2 separate regions of the Oryza sativa genome follow, and region 2 is linked to region 1. The links are chromatin contacts, called in public HiCAR-type maps. All regions are on one chromosome and are shown on one strand. Each heading gives the region's core, a stretch centred on a gene start, on an enhancer-like site or on the middle of the called end of the contact. The rest is flanking DNA. Distances are from core to core; before and after follow the strand shown.

Region 1 (3,487 bases), core at 324-2,823:
TGGACTTACTGCCAGAATAGTTAGTACTAATGTTTAGCAATATAAAACGCAACAATGTGCTGGTAGGTAGTAGGAGTTGTACAGACAGTGGGCATCAGAGTGACATCCTTTATGTGTTTTTCTGAAGCTAGTCTACGCACAAGTCCACAGTCAGCAAAGGCGAGCCGGGCTCTTTGAAATTTTCTTCAGTTTCTGACGTTGCACATGAGACTTCCTGCTCCTTTCCTTCGTGGCCACTCTCACTCATCGCTAGCCACTGGATCACCGAACGTGCGGCTGAGATCGAAGCTGGGATCTCTCTGTGGGAGACGGGTCAATGGGCTGCACAGCTGCATCATCCAGAAGCATTTCCTGTCGCTGCCAGCATTGTCATCGAGCACCTATACGGTGTGCATTTTCAGGTTAAAAAAAAAAACGGAGTATCCAAAGCTATACTCGGTATTCTAGAAGTGAAGAAACCGGATAAACTTTTCACTGTGGTATTTATCCATATATACCGACTATATACTGTATGCACGTGTGGTATTGAGTGCAGTATCTTATGCTCCCTTTCACTTACCGTTTCAGGCCTACGACTAGTCAACGAATGACCACAAAGAGTTTAAAGACAACCCAGAGGCGCCAGAGCCACATCATTATCTAAGACTTTTCTGTTTGACTCAACTTTAGACCAGGGATTTGTGCACGAGTACATCTAGATGTGACACTGACATCGTGGGCCCAACTCACCCTGAACCCGTGACCTCGTGCTGACGACTCACATTCCCGGCCTCAGGTGGATGATCCCCCTGTAAAATCAGTGGAAACAAAAAGCTTATCATCATTTGCTAATTGCTTCCACTTTAAATTTACTTGCCGTGCTTGACCGGTTATAATCTCGACTCTCGTAATAGTTTTCTTTTTCTTTGAAGACTAATAAATAGTGTGATACTAGTTCTAATCGGTTTGAAGATATACTAAAAGAAATGGTTTCAACAGCGACAATACGGCCAGTGGAGCAAAATTAGATGTTTAAATTATTGGTGGCCATGGGTGATAGCAATAAGATCGCGCGATCTGCAACATCTTCCACTCCTCTTTGTCGCAAGTGATCGACACCTCTGTGCTTCCGAATAGTTTGACCATTCATCCGACGGCAGAGTAATGTGCCGGCACATGCTACAGTCCAAGCCAACGGAGCATATTGTCGTACCTTGATCATGAAAAGATCGCAAAACTCCCATAAAGAAACCATGTCACGAGCTGTGCAATTCGTACACGTTGCTCAGCTTAGTCCTTAACTTAACTTAGTAGTAGCTGCATAAACAAACCATCTAGAACATATCCCTTTCAAACAACGCCACCATCTGACCAGCAAAAACCAAACAAAAGATGAGCTAAACCACCAACTGGTGAACTAGTATCAAATTATAAAGGAAAGCATGGCTGAAACTTCCAAGCAAGCAGCACCCAAAAACTAATCCTAAATTCCTAACAAATTCAATCATTTAACCAAACAGGATAATGGAGGAAGAAAAGTCTGCACGTGCCGTTCACACTGCATATAAATGGCCCACCCATGTTTCTCACGGTGGAGTCCGCGATGGCTGCTTGCCTCACCGAGTGAACGCACGCGCTCGCCGGCGGCGACCAAGAAACCACGCGAAGACATGGCATTCCCGAGCGGCAAAGCCTACTACCTCCACCTCCTCCTGCTCGCGATCCTGCCAAGCCTCGTCGCGCGGCGCGGCGCGGCGCAGCAGGGCGGCGTCGACGAGAAGCAGCTCCTGCTCCAGGTCAAGCGCGCGTGGGGGGACCCCGCGGCGCTCGCGTCGTGGACGGACGCGGCGCCGCACTGCCGCTGGGTGTACGTGTCCTGCGACGGCGGCGGCACCGGCCGCGTCACGTCGCTGTCCCTCCCCAACGTCGCGGTCGCCGGCGCCGTCCCCGACGCCATCGGCGGGCTGACGGCGCTCACGGTGCTCAACCTCCAGAACACCAGCGTCGGCGGCGTGTTCCCGGCGTTCCTCTACAACCTCACCGCGATCACCTCCATCGACCTCTCGATGAACAGTATCGGCGGCGAGCTCCCCGCCGACATTGACCGGCTCGGCAAGAACCTGACCTACCTCGCCTTGAACAACAACAACTTCACCGGCGTGATACCGGCGGCGGTGTCGAAGCTCAAGAACCTGAAGGTGTTTACCCTCAACTGCAACCAGCTCACCGGCACGATCCCGGCGGCGCTCGGCGAGCTCACTAGCCTCGAGACGCTCAAGCTCGAGGTGAATCAGTTCACCCCCGGCGAGCTGCCGGGATCGTTCAAGAACTTGACGAGCCTGAAGACGGTCTGGCTGGCGCAGTGCAACCTCACCGGCGATTTCCCCAGCTACGTCACAGAGATGATGGAGATGGAGTATCTCGACCTGTCCCAGAATTCATTCACCGGAAGCATACCTCCTGGGATTTGGAACATTCCAAAGCTGCAGTACTTGTTCCTGTACACCAACCAGCTCACCGGCGACGTCGTCGTCAATGGCAAGATTGGAGCAGCGAGCTTAATTTATCTCGACATATCTGAGAACCAGCTGACTGGAACGATCCCAGAGAGCTTTGGAAGTTTGATGAACCTAACTAACTTAGCCTTGATGACGAACAACTTCTCCGGCGAGATACCGGCGAGCCTTGCTCAGCTTCCATCGCTGGTGATAATGAAGCTGTTCGAGAACAATCTCACCGGTCAGATTCCGGCGGAGCTCGGGAAGCACTCGCCATTTCTGAGAGACATCGAGGTCGACAACAACGACCTCACCGGGCCAATACCGGAGGGGGTCTGCGACAACCGCCGGTTGTGGATCATCTCCGCCGCCGGCAACCGGTTGAACGGCTCAATTCCGGCGAGTCTTGCCACTTGCCCGGCGCTGCTGAGTCTCCAGCTCCAGGACAACGAGCTTTCCGGCGAGGTGCCGGCGGCGCTGTGGACGGAGACGAGGCTGATCACCGTGCTCCTGCAGAACAATGGACACCTCACCGGAAGCCTGCCGGAGAAGCTGTATTGGAATCTGACGAGGCTTTACATCCACAACAACCGTTTCAGTGGCCGGCTTCCGGCGACGGCCACCAAGCTCCAGAAGTTCAACGCCGAGAACAACTTGTTCTCCGGCGAGATACCTGACGGGTTCGCCGCCGGGATGCCATTGCTGCAGGAGCTGGACCTGTCAAGGAATCAGCTCTCCGGGGCCATCCCGGTGAGCATCGCGTCGCTCAGTGGCTTGTCGCAGATGAACTTCAGCAGGAACCAGTTCACCGGCGATATTCCGGCGGGATTGGGCTCCATGCCGGTGCTCACCCTGCTCGACCTTTCGTCGAACAAGCTCTCCGGCGGTATTCCGACGTCGCTGGGATCGCTGAAGATTAACCAGCTTAACCTGTCGTCAAATCAGCTCACCGGCGAGATCCCGGCCGCGCTCGCCATCTCCGCCTACGACCAGAGCTTCCTCGGCAACCC
Region 2 (3,487 bases), core at 320-2,819, 69 kb before region 1:
GAAGCCCATGATTAGGAGGCTATCCTGCTTCCTTGGGTCGTTGAAGCTTACCAGCAATTGCGAACCATCTCCTCCAAGACGTCTTGCGGAGGTTCGTGCCTGCTAGGTAAATGTCCAAATTTTACTGCTTTTTCCACGTTGTTAGTCAGCAGAGTGTAAGTATCGGCATGCATGATGCTCCACAGCTTGAGGGAATGCCCTCCGGAGAAATTTATACTCCTTCATATGTTGTTGTACTAGTGTCTGCGATGTACACGAGAGAGAGAGAGAGAGAGAGAGAGAGAGGAGAGGCGAGTTTTGAGAGCTTGTGATTTCATTTTTCCAGTAATAAAAAGGGGTGATGATTTTCTTGGGTGAATTCGTGTTGTTTGTCGGCTGCTCGTTGTCGGCGCTTGAGTTCTTTTTCCTACCCAGCTTTATCATATGTATGTTTTGGCTTGCTGCTTGTGTCAAACTGTCAACGTTCTTTCATAGCGTTGCCCATAATTCTTTTGGGGGCCTTAAGTCTGAAAACCGTTCGTTCACTGGATATAATTTGACTTTAAATGCCCTCGTCTGTTCACATCGACCATCGAAAGGGAAAAAAACCTGACGAAGGAAAGCACATCCGAATGTACTTTTAACCTCTGCTCCGTATTTACAGTACACAAAACGATCGTTTTTCAAACATCAACAAGAACAACCCTCCTTACTATGACTGCTGCAGATCACGAAACGCCTCGTAATTAAGCTCATTCATTCACAGGCTAATGCGCCTGCGAACAAAATCCCCAAAAATAGAGGTAGGGGAGAAAAGACCTCAAGAACAAAATCTACCGCGCGGCTACGCTACAGAGTCGCTACTACTGATGGTAGCCGTTCTTGTTTACAGGGATCGGGGGAGCCCTGAATCCGCCCGCCCCCATCATGCTCAGATTCGCGCAAGAACTCGACGACTGCGTCTTGGCGATCCCTCCCAGCGCGGCGTAGCTGTTGCACGACTTGATCTTCGACTTGTATGGCTTCTCCTTCTTGCGCAGATCCTCCAGGCACCTCACCTCCGACATGCACGCGAACGACTGGGACTTCCCCTCGTAGTACCTGGACAACCCTTTCCTGCAGATTAACACGGTGTTCTTGGACGGTGAGCACACAGGACAGAAGAGTTGAGATTTCTGGATGGAATCGAGGGTTTCTCGACGGGTACTCACTTGGCTGGGAGCTGCTCCGTCATGGACGACATGTCGTAGATGCTGTCCGAGTTCAACCGCCGCAGCGGCTGCGGCGCGAACCGGCGGTGCTCCATCTGGTCCAACGCCGCCGCCGCCGCCGCGCCGCCCTCCGAGAACTGGTCCTCCCCTTCCCCATCGTCGTCCGACTCGCCGCCGGACACCGACGACGACTCCCCGAACAGCTCGTCGTCCTCCCCCTCCTCGTACATCCCCGCCCGATCTCCCCCGCCGAGCCTGCTGCTGCTCATCTCGTCGGCGAACGCGATCCCCCCAACAGAAAACGGCACGGAAAAGTAGCTGAAAACGCAGCTGCTCCGGTGGCGGTGGCTGTCTCTCGCTGGGCGCTGGCCTTTGCAGCGGCGGTGGTGCGGGGGTGGCGCGTGTTATATACGGGAGGAACGGAATAACGCGCCGCGCACCCAACAACCCGCTCGCTTTCGAACGCGGCACCGGCACGGCGCGCGTCCGTTTGACCAACAAAAAACGCAACGTAGCATGCGGAATTTGCCGCAAAAAAAAAAAGAAAGAAAGAGCGGAGGCAACGGTGCGCGCGTGCGCGATTGCGCGAACGGACGATCCGCCTCGCGTCACGTTTGCCGGCGAGCGTGGCGCGCGGTTACCTAACATGGCACACGGACCGGGAGGTTGCGCATGTGACACTGACAAAGGTGGTCCCACTTACGTGGCCCCCGCACGCCTTAAAGGCGGTGCTGGCCAGGCCAGTGGCCACTCCCACATGGCTTTCCCGGATTCTGTTCCAAGGATGCCCCGTTATGTCTGATCTTATCCTCATCTCGGCTGGTTCGTGGCCGCTGACATGTGGGGCCGACGGTAACAGCTGTCAATAAACTTCTGACTGTTGGTTTATCCAATCGAAGTGGCAGAGACAGCGGCAGAGGACAGGTGGCTATCTGCGGTTCTTCTTGATCTGAAAGGCTCCTTTTCAACTTGCATTGAAAAGGTTTTTCTCCAGCAGTTCATCAGATGCCAACAACGGATCACAGGAAAAGATAAAAACGGCTCCAAAAACTAGCGGCTAATAACGGGGTTAAAGTATTAAACATCCATTTCCCACGGAACTCATCCTCCGGACAAAAGCAAAAGCGGGGGAACAATTTCCGTTGCCATTTCTGAACAAAGCAAAGACATTCTCGCATAAAAAAGGTCGAGGCCGTAGAAAAACTGGGCTGCTAGACCGGGAAAACCTATAGTAGTACGTGACAACGTGCCTGCAAGTTCCCGAAACGAGGACACGCGTCGGGCTTGAATCGGCTACGCGCCAAGTGCGTGTCCCGTGCGGGAACCGGCCAGCGTGACACGTCGCGCGCTAAACCCAACACGTAGACGCAGCGGTGAGACAGATAAAACGAAAATAACTCGGGCGCGCATCGCTGCAGCGGCGCGTCCGGGAACAGGAGCCACGCCGTTCGTCGGCGTGTGTGCGCGACTGCCTGCCTGACTGACCACCACGACGGACGGGCCAGACGACCGCCGGCTTTTCTCGTGCTCGCATGTCGCTCTCCACGACGTCGCCGCGCTGCTGCACAGATGCGGCTGTCTTTGCTCTCATTTTCTTCTGCTATTTTATTTTCTTTCTCTCCCTTGGCTTCTCGAGCCATTCAAGTGTCGTGATCCTTAACGTTAATCTCCGTGCTTTTGGTATCAAATCGAGATTATGCCTTGATCTTTAGCGTAAATCTCCAGCGCTTTTGGTATCAAAATCGAGATTATGTCAGGCGATAATGGTCCTTGTCCGGATCGTGGGTGTTCCTAGCCAAGCGTTGTGGATGAGGACAGAGCCATGTGTGTCCTTTCGGTCCTCGCGACGTGACGTGGTTTTAGATCAAGTCGCCAAACCAAGCTAATTTAGGGGTGGAAATTCCAACCACACATGGCAAAGAAAGCGTTTTAGACCAAAGCCATACTCGACTCGACCATAGCATCGTGTGCAAATGAACTACTAGTACCAGCTCGTGGGAATTGAAGCTGCTCAACCATAAGAAAAGACCATAATGAAGATCATCGGCACCGTCTCGACCGCCCTACTGACTAGCTTGATCTGCTTCCATACCAGAAACAGGCGAAGAGCGTGGAGTTGACGAGTCATGGGCGTCAAGCTTTTGGCCGACGAGTCCTACTCCCCTAGGACCCCTACCAAGGCAGGACGCAACGCATCTGGCCTGGGCGGCAAAACACGTTCGCTGAACCCGTACGTCGCTGGGAAACGACCAGCCACCACGGCACCACCGGGCAGGCGCGCGATCACGACGACGACG

The links. HiCAR-type assays count read pairs that join an accessible place to other places.
Region 2: a HiCAR-type map of leaf shows a contact between it and region 1, with 2.1 times the contacts expected there. The contact joins the promoter of LOC4339366 here to the promoter of LOC107276549 in region 1. A contact is called at or near these places in 1 of 15 Hi-C or Micro-C datasets (an unstated tissue) and 1 of 4 datasets of contacts at active chromatin or transcription factors (leaf).

Annotation. Positions count from the first base shown.
Region 1 is chr5:26,141,811-26,145,297 of ASM3414082v1, reverse strand. It overlaps LOC107276549 (receptor-like protein kinase HSL1), which reads left to right and starts at 1,573. Exons shown (of 2, transcript NM_001420748.1): 1 at 1,573-3,487. The coding sequence starts at 1,650.
Region 2 is chr5:26,210,871-26,214,357 of ASM3414082v1, reverse strand. LOC4339366 (protein OXIDATIVE STRESS 3 LIKE 4) reads right to left here and starts at 1,569. Exons shown (of 2, transcript XM_015785070.3): 1 at 1,191-1,569; 2 at 590-1,095. The coding sequence starts at 1,459. The coding sequence ends at 843. It overlaps LOC4339367 (phosphatidylglycerophosphate phosphatase PTPMT2), which reads left to right. Exons shown (of 6, transcript XM_015785069.3): 6 at 1-358. The coding sequence ends at 106.